Linked DNA regions of Mus musculus: all the other regions are linked to region 1. A link is a contact called in public Hi-C and HiChIP or PLAC-seq data. All regions are on one chromosome and are shown on one strand. Each heading gives the region's core, a stretch centred on a gene start, on an enhancer-like site or on the middle of the called end of the contact. The rest is flanking DNA. Distances are from core to core; before and after follow the strand shown.

Evidence for each region. Hi-C and Micro-C count contacts between places; a contact is called where the count stands out from the background. HiChIP or PLAC-seq counts read pairs in DNA pulled down with a chosen protein or histone mark.
Region 2: a contact with region 1 is called in an H3K27ac HiChIP or PLAC-seq map of extraembryonic endoderm stem cells, with 5 times the contacts expected there. The contact joins the enhancer-like site here to the promoter of Hs3st3b1 in region 1. A contact is called at or near these places in 10 of 39 promoter capture datasets (the 3T3-L1 cell line, 3T3-L1-derived adipocytes, the C10 cell line and 6 more), 1 of 484 Hi-C or Micro-C datasets (cortical neurons) and 7 of 115 datasets of contacts at active chromatin or transcription factors (craniofacial prominence, embryonic hindbrain, extraembryonic endoderm stem cells and 4 more).
Region 3: a contact with region 1 is called in a Hi-C map of olfactory sensory neurons, with 2.3 times the contacts expected there. The contact joins the enhancer-like site here to the promoter of Hs3st3b1 in region 1. A contact is called at or near these places in 8 of 39 promoter capture datasets (the 3T3-L1 cell line, cranial neural crest, embryonic stem cells and 4 more), 4 of 484 Hi-C or Micro-C datasets (adipose-derived mesenchymal stem cells, cortical neurons, embryonic stem cells and 1 more), 6 of 115 datasets of contacts at active chromatin or transcription factors (acute myeloid leukemia, embryonic forebrain, embryonic hindbrain and 3 more) and 1 of 9 other capture datasets (embryonic stem cells).
Region 4: a contact with region 1 is called in an H3K4me3 HiChIP or PLAC-seq map of bone marrow-derived macrophages, with 4 times the contacts expected there. The contact joins the enhancer-like site here to the promoter of Hs3st3b1 in region 1. A contact is called at or near these places in 2 of 484 Hi-C or Micro-C datasets (bone marrow-derived macrophages and cortical neurons), 9 of 115 datasets of contacts at active chromatin or transcription factors (bone marrow-derived macrophages, embryonic forebrain, embryonic hindbrain and 5 more) and 2 of 9 other capture datasets (adipose tissue and macrophages).

What each region holds. Positions count from the first base shown.
Region 1 is chr11:63,920,784-63,923,752 of GRCm38.p6, forward strand. It overlaps Hs3st3b1 (heparan sulfate (glucosamine) 3-O-sulfotransferase 3B1), which reads right to left and starts at 1,501. Exons shown (of 2, transcript NM_018805.2): 1 at 551-1,501. The coding sequence starts at 1,104.
Region 2 is chr11:64,547,974-64,550,942 of GRCm38.p6, forward strand. No RefSeq gene overlaps it. Among named protein-coding and RNA genes, the nearest start is that of F930015N05Rik, 110 kb to the left of the region's middle. Within about 2 kb of position 1,583, at least 11 of the 459 cell types and tissues checked have an H3K27ac peak or open chromatin away from gene starts, as enhancers often do. A contact at or near this core is called in craniofacial prominence and extraembryonic endoderm stem cells, where this site is marked.
Region 3 is chr11:64,515,647-64,518,615 of GRCm38.p6, forward strand. All of the region lies in intron 1 of Hs3st3a1 (heparan sulfate (glucosamine) 3-O-sulfotransferase 3A1), which reads left to right. Among named protein-coding and RNA genes, the nearest start is that of F930015N05Rik, 80 kb to the left of the region's middle. Within about 2 kb of position 1,560, at least 25 of the 459 cell types and tissues checked have an H3K27ac peak or open chromatin away from gene starts, as enhancers often do. A contact at or near this core is called in olfactory sensory neurons, where this site is marked.
Region 4 is chr11:64,494,942-64,497,910 of GRCm38.p6, forward strand. All of the region lies in intron 1 of Hs3st3a1 (heparan sulfate (glucosamine) 3-O-sulfotransferase 3A1), which reads left to right. Among named protein-coding and RNA genes, the nearest start is that of F930015N05Rik, 60 kb to the left of the region's middle. Within about 2 kb of position 1,505, at least 24 of the 459 cell types and tissues checked have an H3K27ac peak or open chromatin away from gene starts, as enhancers often do. A contact at or near this core is called in adipose tissue, bone marrow-derived macrophages and macrophages, where this site is marked.

The DNA.
Region 1 (2,969 bases), core at 251-2,750:
AACAAGAAGAATTGTAACAAAAAGTTAGACTCAAAACACCCTTGGCTCTGAGCCTTAGCCTGCGCCCCTCTCCCCATCTGGGCAGCAGAAGCGACTCTAGCAGTTGGTGCTCGTTAAAGGCTGTGACCCAGAGGCGCACAACACTCCTCCCCGCGTCCCTGGCTGCAAGAGAGACAAAATCCTAACCACTCCGAGTTATTCGCGTGGGATGCGGCCACAGCCAAAAGGTAACCGGTTCCTCCGGCGCTTTCCCAGTAGCTGCCGGGTGGGTGTCTTTGTGGAGAGATCACCTAAATGGTTCTAGGGCGCAGCATACCAGCCAACGGTGCCAAGCTAAAAGTTTCTGTAGGTGGCTGTCTCAGCCTACTCCGGAGCATCTGATTTCTCCCCAACTGTCCACCAGCAATGTGCGGTCGCACTTTGGTCCCCGCCCGCCCTAAATTGACGGAAGTTGTACCCCTGCTTCCCTCCCCACCTGACGCGCAACGGCCGGTGGGGGCTCACGGTCGGGATCACGGCCGGCGCAGCGGCCCCTGGAGAGGAAACTCACCGGTACCAGGCAAGACCCTTGTGGTAGCTGCGGTCGAAAAAGTGGGGCTCGGCGCCCACGGCGCGCACGTCGGGGTGCACGCGCAGGAACTCCAGCAATGCCCGCGTGCCGCCCTTCTTCACCCCGATGATGATGGCCTGCGGCAGCTGCTTGCTCCCAGCGCCGCTGAAGAAGCTGGAGATGGGACTGGGGGAGTCCGGCGCCTCTGGACTCTGCTCCTCCTGGCTCCCAGCGCCTACTGTCTTATCCTTGCCTGCAGCCAGCGAATTGGCCGGAGGTGCCCGGAAGGGCATCTTAGGGGATGTCTCATTCGGAGCTGTGACCAGGGCTGGCTGAGCGTGAGTAGCGCGGGACCCCGAGCCCAGGAGCAGCAGGCCGGGAGCGGCGGTACAGGAGCCGGCGCACGAGTACAAAAACATGTACAGCCAGATGCAAAGCATGGCGAAGAGCAGCGCGAGCTTCCTCCTCACCGGCGGCGGGGGCGGCGGCGGCTGCGGCAGGAACCGGCCCGGGACATCGAGACAGGACCGGCCGCCGCTCAGGCGCTGCCCCATACGCGGCCCGCGGGCGCGGCCAGGGGCATGGCTCAGCACATGGCAGGAGTCCCGCCGGAACAGAGAGCACCGCGACGGTCCCCTGCCACTTTGAGCCCGGAGTGATTCGGTTTATTGCCCTCCTGCGCGCGCGGCTGCCGAGGCTGCGGCTCTTCCCCGGGTGGCGGCGGCGGTTGCAGCGGCGACGGCTCTTGACATGATGCCCACGAGAAGCCGGGGTTGGAAAGCTAAGTCCAGGCGACGGGAACTGTGAGCAGACGCGCTGTCAGTTACGCTGTGCCCCGCACTCAGTAACTCTGGACGGGGCGCACGACAGCTCGCCGGGGCTGCCTCCTCGCAGCCAGGAGATTGAGAGCAGCCCCGGCGCTTGCCCGCTGAGGCTGCGGCGGAGAACTGCGCAGGAAGAGAGCCCAGCACTGAGGTGGAGTGGGCGGTCCCGGCCTTCCGAGTGACGGGCTGCGCTACCTACCAGGAGGCGCGAGCAGCATGCAAATGCCGGAGCTTCACCCAAGTCGAAACAGCCAATCGTCTCTCGGAACGTGGGGGTGTGGAAAGGGTTCGCGAAGGGGGGTAGAGCAGTATGGGGTTGCTATTGGCTTCAGAATTCAAGGGGCGGGTTCAGGGAGGCGAGGCCATCGGCTGGTGACAGGAGCAGATGGTGAGGATGCTGGAGTGACCCAACGCTGAAAGAGGTCCCACCCGGTTGAGTGGCGCTCTCTTATACACGCGCGCTTTTCCACACTCGCTTCTGAGGCCAGTCTTGGCTATAGTTGCCTATGTGACAAAGATGCCAGTCCTCATCCAAGGGTCCCGCCATCCGGCTCCTGAGTGTAAAAGCTGCAGAAAAGAGACAGGGATGGAAGAGGGAAAGCCGACCAGACGTGTTTCCAGCCCCACCCGCAAACCCAGTTTCATAATCGGGGCTCAGGGAAGGGCCTCCAACAGACCCTGATTTAGGAAGTTTAAGTAGGGAAAACCTCGGCGGAAGTCACTAACTTTCCCGCTCTCTCAATATTGTCCAGAATGGTCTCCCTGTGCCTGGCGCTTAATAGGGACAGACGTAAACACTATCTCACTCTTTCCAAACTCTCCTGAAAAGGCCTGGGGGGTGAACAGAGAGAAGGAAGGTTGTTTAGTTTAAAGACACTAGTTGAAACTTAAAGTCACATGTCGGAGTTTTATATGGGTATCTGTTCCTTGGCATCATTAATTTGATAGATGTTCTAACTTCTTTCTCTTGAACAAACAATTAAGCCGGCATCCGCCCCTGCTTAGAAGATTGGTTGGGTTTCTGACCTATGACTCTGTACTGAATCCTAGGCGTTTTCCCCCAATAACTTTTTTTTAAGTCGAATGTTGATATGGGGTAAATTCAGGAGTAGTGACTAGCACTTATTTAATGGTGAAAATCCACTCCGAGGCTTCCTTGTTTCGCACCTTTGTCCAGGGGGGCGGCCCGGAAAGGGGTCTTCTCAGAAACTGTCAGCTCTGGTGAGGGAAGCTCGGGCGCTGATGCCTGGCCAAATTTCTGCGCTGGCGATCGGAGTTAGGAAAGTCGGGATGGGGACGTTCACCCAAGTGGCGGCTTGAGAGCCTTTCGGTGCCTGGAATCCATTTTCCGCAAGACCGAAAGGCCTCCAACGCCAGGCTGCGTGCGGTTCCGGGACAGAATTTTCATTCCTTCCGACCCCCGTGCAGGCCGCGGGGACGCAGGAGGTGACTCACTCTGCGGCCACAGGCGCCTTGCACTTCCCGGTGGGCACCGGCGGGCGAAGCGGAACCGATCTTATCCTTTCTCCCTTTACTCAACTATTTGAGACAGTGTGGGGGTAATCAGAGTGCATACTGTCTCCCTCCCGGAATTA
Region 2 (2,969 bases), core at 333-2,832, 630 kb after region 1:
TTTTTCTTTAAAGGTTTCGGAATGTCTTCTCTTGCCCAGCCAGTCCATCAGATCTGGTAACTTTTAACAGGGGCCAGGCAGACAGCTCCTCCTCAATGCTGCTTTTCTCAGTTCCATGACTCCACTGTGGCCAATGAAAGTCTCTTCTTACTTGTTTGGTTTTAGGCTGGTGCTCAAGTGTGTGCTATTCCCTCTTGCTAAGGCACCAGCCCTTTCCTGCGCCTCCCTCCCACCTCCTCTCACTGTTTGTATAGCTATCTCTTTTACATTCCTGCTAGCTTCAAGACTACCATGAGGGAGAAATTCCTAGGACTACCCACCATCCAGATTGCTAGTAGCCACAGCAGCTTGTGTGTCAGTGCTGTGGTGCAGCTTCCCCACTGGTGAGGAAGGGCCAGAGTTTCATGTCTTCTGAGCTTTGCATATGTCATATTCATTGATGACCAGACAGCCCAAGAGATGCCCGAGTGAGAGCAATTACAGCTTGGAAATTGGCAAGCACTGTACACATAGCCTGGTTTTCTGGTGTGTGTGTGTGTGTGTGTGTGTGTGTGTGTGTGTGTGTGTGTGTGTATTTCTCTATGTTTTAAAAACATCATCGTTTACCAATTGACACTGAGATGAATTGGTAGCTATCTCTTCTCTCCCCTCCCCTCCCCTCCCCTCCCCTCCCCTCTTCTCTCTCTCTCTCTCTCTCTCTCTCTCTCTCTCTGTTTTTTTTTGTTTGTTTGTTTTTTGAGACAGGGTTTCTCTGTATAGCCTTGGCTACCCTGGAACTCACTCTGTAGACCAGGCTGGCTTCGAACTCAGAAATCCGCCTGGCTCTGCCTGGGATTAAAGGTGTGCGCCACCACACCCAGATTTTCTTTTCTTTTCTTCACTGTGCAACTCAAACTGATTTAAAACTGACTACACAGGGGTTCTCAACCTCCCTAATGCTGCAACACTTTAACACACTTCTTCATGTTGTGGTGACCCCAGCCACAGTAATCATTTTCTTGCTACTTCATAACTGTAATTTTGGCTACTGTTATAAATCATAATGCAAGTTTTTGACATGCAGGATATCTGATATGATATCTGATATGTGAGATCCCCAAGGGGTCGTGATGCATAGGTTGATAATTGGGAACTACAACTTTGATCCCATGCTCATCCTGATTCAGCCTCTTGGTGACATCATACAAAATGGCATACAAAATGTTTCTTCTAGTAGAGAAAACGTAGCTATTTCTTTGAGTCCATACGGAACAGCTGAGGTTCCTAACTGCTTGCTCTCAGGGCAAGACCACTCAGGCAGAGCCCAGATATCACCTGGATGACTATCTCTTTCAAAGTCACTGCTGGCCCTCAGTACCATGTTTTCTTCTGCCCTAAGAAGCAGATGAGCCTGGAAAAGAGGTGGGAGAGTCAATGGCCAGATTAGCTTCCTTTTTAAGGACAAAGCAAGTCAATGGATATTGAAAATAGAGCTGCTCCTGTTCCAGGGCGCAGCAGCTACGAGTTCATTTCCACGTCGTGCTGGTGGTAATGGGAAGTGACAGCTGATGAAAGCTGCTATTCATGGTCATCTGAAACAGCTTTTCCTCCCAGATGAAATTCGCTGTGGCATGAGTCTAAACACACAGACCAGAGGCTGGGCAAAGCAATTCCCCAGATCCCCAAGGGCCGGCAGAGGCGACTTTGTTTGTGAAGGGGGCTTCCTGCAGGGGCATCAAAGAGACTCAATGTAAACAATGGGGGTCTTTATACCCCTCCTATGCTTGGGCCTGAGATGGTGGTCCTGGCCCCAGACTCTGTCCAGCTAAGACCCTCCTCTTTGTTTATAATCAGCCACAGGCACTGGGGGTGACTTTGAGGTTTCATGACTACTATTTTCTACTATAATGGACAAAGCCCAGATTTATTCTCATGCCTTGTAGGTGAACTGTTCCCCTGTAGGTATAATATTGGGTGGGCAGCATGACGCACGGACGGCTTCAGGTTTGCAATGACCGCATGCTCTCTCTTTCTCTCTCTTCATCTAGAAGAAACACGAGTGTTTGTAAGTCTTAGCAAAAGGGACGTTTGTACTGCCCTCAGAAACAGGCAGCTCTGGCAGCCTGTGCAACTGATCTTCACAAGCTGGAGGCAAACGACGTGGAATGAAACGCCAAAGCTTCTCTATTTCTTCTCGTCTGACACCAACATCATGTCACAGACATATGGCTTCCATTGGAACAAAGCTGGGGGTTTGTCATCAGTCTCGGAGTTATGGGCTTAGTCACTTGGGTAGTCAGTAGCTTACTTGGCACAACCACCTCTAAAAGAGCCAACATAAACTGCATGAGGGTGGGCACTGGGCAGAGGGACAAGAGAAGAATTTGAGACTAAAGAAATTTAATTCTTTTTCTGATGGCTTCTGCCTCATTTAGACCCTAAATAGTGGCTCCCAAGTTTCCCAATGTTGTGACCCTTTAATGCAGTTCCTCATGTTGTGATGACCCCCCCAACCATGAAATTATTTCCGTGGCACCTCATAACTGTAATTTTGCTACTACTACTACTACTACTACTACTACTACTACTACTACAAATTTTAATGTAAATGTCTAATATGCAGGATATCTGAAGATGTGACATCCAGAGGGGTCATAACCCACAGTTTGAGAACCACTGATTATAGAGTCTTGCTACCTCAAGGTCTGTATGGTTTCCCTCTGATCCTGATGCTGACCTAGTGGAAATGTGCCTGTAGACACTCCGGAAAAGAGGAGAAACCTATTCTACGCCATGCTGGACAAGTACGGCCCCTGAGTGAGGGACAATGAGCTAAAGGTCAAGCTCCCATCTGAGTTTTTGGATGTCCTCCACACACACACACACACACACACACACACACACACACACCTCTTAGATTCCCCAGAAACAAATACTAAACTCAGCTGTCTACACACTTCTGCAGGAAACTCGAATCTGTTTCCCATGAC
Region 3 (2,969 bases), core at 310-2,809, 590 kb after region 1:
TTTGTGTATTACAGATATGGCTCTTGACAGACATACAGTTTGTAAATACTTCCATGCTGGGGTTTGTCTCTTTACCCACATGATGGTATCGCTTGCCAAACGTCTTTACTTTTCGTTTACTCCAGTTTATCATTTTATTAATTTGTTTCTTCAATGCATTCTAAACATTTTTCCTCCTTCAGAATCATTAGACTCTACTTTTGTAAATTTTCAGCCTGCTTATATCTACAAGCAATGTAGGATTTGTTTGAATGTACTATATAGTAAGAGATGATCAGTCAAAATTGAATAAATGCAATTTAATAAAAACAAATAGGAAAGGAGCATTTATCCATCCATCTACCCCCACCCATCCACCCATTCATCCATTCATCCTTTCATCCATCCATTTATCCACCCATTCATTCATTTGAAGCTATATATGGAGAAAGGTTGGTACTAGTTACATAGGGAACACAGGGATCAAGAAGACAACATGAGGACAATGGGAATCCAGGGAAAATGGGCTCATATTGGTAAAAATGCCTGAACACATGGGTCCTTTTGTACCTTCTTATTTAGATTAGAAGCATACCAAATGTAGTTGCTGAGTGGCCTGGGCGGCTACTTCTGGATGATTCTCCCAGTAACAGAGGTGTCTGTATGCAGACCAATGGTGAAGCATTGGCCACACAATCCAAAGGGGCATCCTGATTCTTACACTATGCCAGAGGCCCCACACAACGGCAAGTGCAGTGTGTCCCCTGCTCAGTGGGGAGAGAGAAAGACCTCCAGGTCATTCTAGCACTCCCACCAGAATCTATGGTCTTGACCATTGGCTTTGGTAGAAAAGAACAATCAACTTAGCCTGCCTGTCCTGGCTTGTTTGTCTCCAACATTTTTTGTAGTGTAGACAGCTACAGGAACAATCCCTAGACCCATAGAGATTACCCAATGACATATCAGCTCCAAAATGATGGTGGCATGACATTCGAAGCAGACACAAACTTTGATGAACAGCTCTTTCTGGTAACTGTATCCACTTGAAGACTATGCTCACCTCTCCCAAAACAACCAGTCAGTCTGTGTCTCTCCAAAGACATTGATCAGCTCATGACATTCAAGCCAAGCTTCTTTAATGTCTAAGCCCACTGGGCCAACGCTGGATAGCCCAGGGTCATGGCAGAGAAGGCATCTCCGGTTTTATCTGGGGTTCTGTTGTCTGGACTGAGGGGGTCCTCCTGCCAGTGGGACTCAGGTCACTGGTCACCACTAATTTTAGAGCAATGTTGCGCAACACTCTGGAGCAGAGTTGCTCTGTCTGTCCTTTACAGGCCAGATGCCTAAGCCTTGACTTCCCTTTTGAAATGAAAACCCGAGCTTAGGTAAATCAAGTTACAGCTTGTCTCTCCCCGCCCCATCCTGTCAGCAGTTAGAAGGTAGAAGCCACAAATTTCATTTTCTGATTTCAGATCAGTTCTACAAATGGTCAAAATTATTTTTATTTCCCTTTGGCTTAGCAAGATGAAAGTGAAACCACAGCCCCCTTGCGTACTTATTAGCTCCAGTGCTTAGTCATCTTTAAGCCAAAAGACATAATCTAGATAGATCCACCTCTCAAAGCCTTTGTTCCTTCTTGAGGGCTTTAAAAACTTGCTGTAAACTGTACTCAGCATAAAGTGGTCTGTCTCTGTGTCCTTAGGTTTAAGGGTATTAACTACATACACACACGTTGTGCAATCAGTCTCCAGAACTCTTGATCCTGGGTTGTTATCCATGGTGTAACAAATTCTTTCCTCCCACCGAACCAGTCAGATTTCCCCATCCCATGGGTGACAGGAGGTGATAAGAATGACCTTCTTGAGAAATTCTGTTGGGCTGTCTCTTTTTAAGCACTTCTTTGAGATAGACTTTTAAAATACAGATTCTTTTTCTGCGGTTTAGTAGTGTTTGTTTTGGGCAAGCACAATCTGAAGCTTCAATCTCTGAGAAAGGCTCCTAGGGATCTATTTGCTCCAAGAGACGAGCCAGCTAAGAACTCCCAAGAGCAGTCTGCCCTCTCTTTCAGATTTCAGGCAAAATGTGAAGTAAACTAGTTATAACTTAGAGATTATAGACAAGGAGACAGGAATCTGCCCCTGTGTTTTTAAGTCAACACACACCCCTTACCCCTCCAGAATATTTGGTGTTTGCTTAAAGCTCAACATTTTCCCATAGATTTGATCAAATTTCTTTTACTGGGAGATTCCAACCAGCTTTGGCCAGGTTTCCTGGCTTGTGTTGTACAAGGGCATCTTAAGTTCCAGAAGTGCTTGATCTAGCTGATTCCTCGGAGTCTTTGGCATGCACAGGTGAGGAAGGGCAATGGGCATTTCAGGTATGTTGCACCCATTTCCAGCTGTGCTCACCTACATCTGGATCTTAAGGTATAGTCAAGAGATGGGTTATAAAATAAATCGCAAAATTCTTTCAGAGTTAAAAATAGGAGTTGAGCACCATAGCTCAAATATACAACTAGCATGCCCACCTCAAAGAAGAGTAAAGTCACTTGATTAAGATTTCTAAAATAACAAACATGGGAGGAAAGCACTATTGTGTGAGCTGAAACATTGTTAGCACTAGGCACACAAGGCTGAGGAATGTGTGCCAGAAACAACCCTCATGAGAGAAGAAATACTTGCAAAGTAATTGAGAGGATGTCTGCCAATTGGCTTTAAAGCGATCCAGTTGGCATAGTTAGGGAGTAGATGAGGGAAGCTCCTATGTGAAACTGGCCATTGTTGTGCATTCCTGGAGGGGATATGATGTGCATGAGAGTCACTTGACGTGCTTTGTCTTTGATAGTTGACATTTCCCACTTATTGTCTACTTAGCAACCAGTGAAGATGGGGCAGGTGCTAGGACACCAGCAAAGAGAAGCATCCAACACTAAAACTGCTCACGGGGTGCTGAATGTGTGCTAAAAATACACCCTTTTAGTCTGAATGCTA
Region 4 (2,969 bases), core at 255-2,754, 570 kb after region 1:
TGAATCTTTAAACCCCAGTGGGGCAGGGGAGAATCCATTTACAAGCACAAAGGTGAGGGATAGAAGGTAAGGACAGACACAGACCATCTGTTCTCTGTTCCTGACACACTGTTTCTGACACACACACAGTCTTGGTTCATGGGGTACAGAGGGAAGATGCAGAATGAACATGGGGCTGGCATCTGTGGCCAGGATCGAGGAATCCCTGGCATAGGGTCCCCTGTCCCTAGAATGGTGACAGATGCTATGTGTGACTTCTTGATGGGAGACCATAGATCAAAGATGTGAGGTCCCCCTACCTACTTCTCTGAATTTATCTGTACCCTGTGCTGGAAAGAGTCCATTGTTTCAAATTTATTTATATCTTAAAGAAATGACTGTCTTAGCCTAGTTTTTGTTGGTATCACAAAATAAGTAGAGCCTGGGGTTATAAAGAAAGCGTTTATAAAGAAAGCATGGTTCTGGTGGCTCCAGGTCCAATTAGTAAGGCTGGCATCCTGGTAAGGGTGTTCTAGGTTGTTTCACAACGTGGTAGAGAAAATTGCCATGTGCAGAAGGAGCCAACCATGCTGGTCATCTGGCTTTACAACAGCTCCTCTAGGAAGAGCTCTCACCCCTGGAAGACTCCCTTGGGTCAACACTGATGCAGTTGTGAAGTTGGGACTTCTTAACCACTCACTGGGTCCCACCTCCTAAAGAAGCCACTATACTGGGGATCAAGCAGCCAGTTGTGAATACCTAGGGATAAACACTTCCAATCCATAGCTTGACCCAACCCCAAATATGAAAACAGTGAGAATTGGCGATGCCTCCCAGCTCAGTGTAGAGATTTAAATTTTATAGTTTGTGTGTCTGCTCTTCTCTGAGATCCCAGGATAAAAACTGAACCAACGGTTATCAACAAAGAAAATGTACTGTCTGTCATGAAGCAGACTGTCATTGTCCACAGGTCAAAGATCTCTCTCAGTTAGCATTCAGAGAAGGCTGTGCAGAAGAACTGCAATCAATCTAGGAGCCAAGAATGGAATGCCTCTCCTACGAGAGATGGTGAGAAGCAGCCAGAGGCTCACATACCAGGGCCCAAGGGACAGCAGGCTGCAGTGCAGTGACCAGGTCAGATCTGAGACCACTCAGTGAAGACAGAAGGGCCAGGGCAAGTCAGTGGCACTCAGACCTGCAGATGACAATCTCAGGGTCCACGAGGTCCAAGGGGCTGACCTCAGACCCTTCCTGGAGGTCACATAAAGGGCAGCCAACCTCTCCACTCTGCTCTAACTTCCTTCTTGGCATACTATTTCCTGCACCCACTCCCTACTTCCTCCCCACGGGATATTTATCTGACTTTCAGCTTGACAAAGGAAATCATAGAAAAGAAAGTAATATTTCTCTTCTCTTCAACCCTGGACAGATGTCACAAGAAGTCAAGGTGGGGGGTAGGGCAAAGAAGAATCTCTTTTAGGGCTAAATATAGGCAACTATAGATTCACCTCTGGTGGCCTTAGAGGTCAGGAGGGAGAAACCTGATCAGACGTAAGGCTGTGTCTTTCAAAGGACAGGCTCAGTTGGAGGAGACAGAGTGAGAATGTCATTCTTTTGTGTCCTTCTGTGATGCACAATTAAAGCATAAAATGAGTGACAAAATATCCGATTTATTTTCTCTAGAGTTCAAGCAGCAATTTAAAAGATGTACTGGACATCAGGAATAATGAAAATGCCCCACAAGTCTCCTGATTCTAAAAGAAAATATTTGATCAAAAGATATGGAGAAAAATAAGCAAAAAATCAGAACAAAACAACAAAAACAACAAAAGAAAAAAATCAAAACTAACTCTCACAGGGAACTAGAGAGCAAACAGTCTGCCTCAAAGAAGAAACAGGAAGTTGGTATTACACATCTTAACCCAAAGAATGCACGGGCGTCAGTGAATAGTTTGAAGGAAAACATGTTTGTGGCTTAGGGATTTTTTTCCCATCCTCCTCAGCGCTGGAGAGACAGCTCAGTGGGTGAAGTGTTTGCTGGGTCAAGCATGAGGACCTGTGACCAGATCTCCTCATTCATGTAAAAGCCAGGAATGGTGGTGTACTCCAGTAACTCCAGCACCTTGTATGGGGAGAAAGAGGCATTCTTGTGCTTGCTGGCAGACAGTCTAGACAAATACAGGAGCTTCAGGTTCAGTGAGAGACTTTATCTTAAAGCATAAGGTAGAAAGCAAAGTGGTGGAGGAAGACACCCAACATGAACCTTTGGCTTCCATATGTGCATGCATACATATGTGGTGTCTCAAATGATCATGGTGAAGACAGGGCATTCCAATAACAATGAACCTCATCTTTTGGGGACGGACACAGATCCTGGAAATGTGCTTTTGGCATGCCAGTGATCATGTCTTCTGATGGCTCAGCATCTTTACTTCTGTCTTTGCAGAGTTAGACATTTGATTGACACCGTCTCTCATGGATTGCTCTTACAATGATTCCCTGTGCCTGTTTGGTTTGTTATCTGTGTGTCCCCCCTCTCATTCTTCATGTTTTTTGTTCTTAAGCCCAACCCCTATATGGGAATGCCCAGAGTGCAGGGCTCGTCCTTACATCATTACATCTTAGTTAACCGAGCTTGTTTCCTTCTTGAGAATACAACTGTGTGAACTATATCACTTTATATCTTCCTTGTTTATTTCCCCATCATCCACAGAGACACAGGTACAGATGGCTAGGTCACTGTATTTATAGAAAGGAAATATGTTAGAAAAACATAGATACAGCATCATTTGGGCCTTTTAAAGACTCTTTGAGTCTTAGACTCAGGCTCTAGTCCCTTCTGTTTTTATGTGAATGTCTTAGTTGGTATGACTGCTTGTGTTTGACTCCTCCTCCTGTCTCAGATTCATTCATCTTAAACCTCAAAGCATTTTGCTGGGTGTGGTGGCAGTGCACACCTTTAATTCCAGCACTCAGGAGGCAGAGGCAGG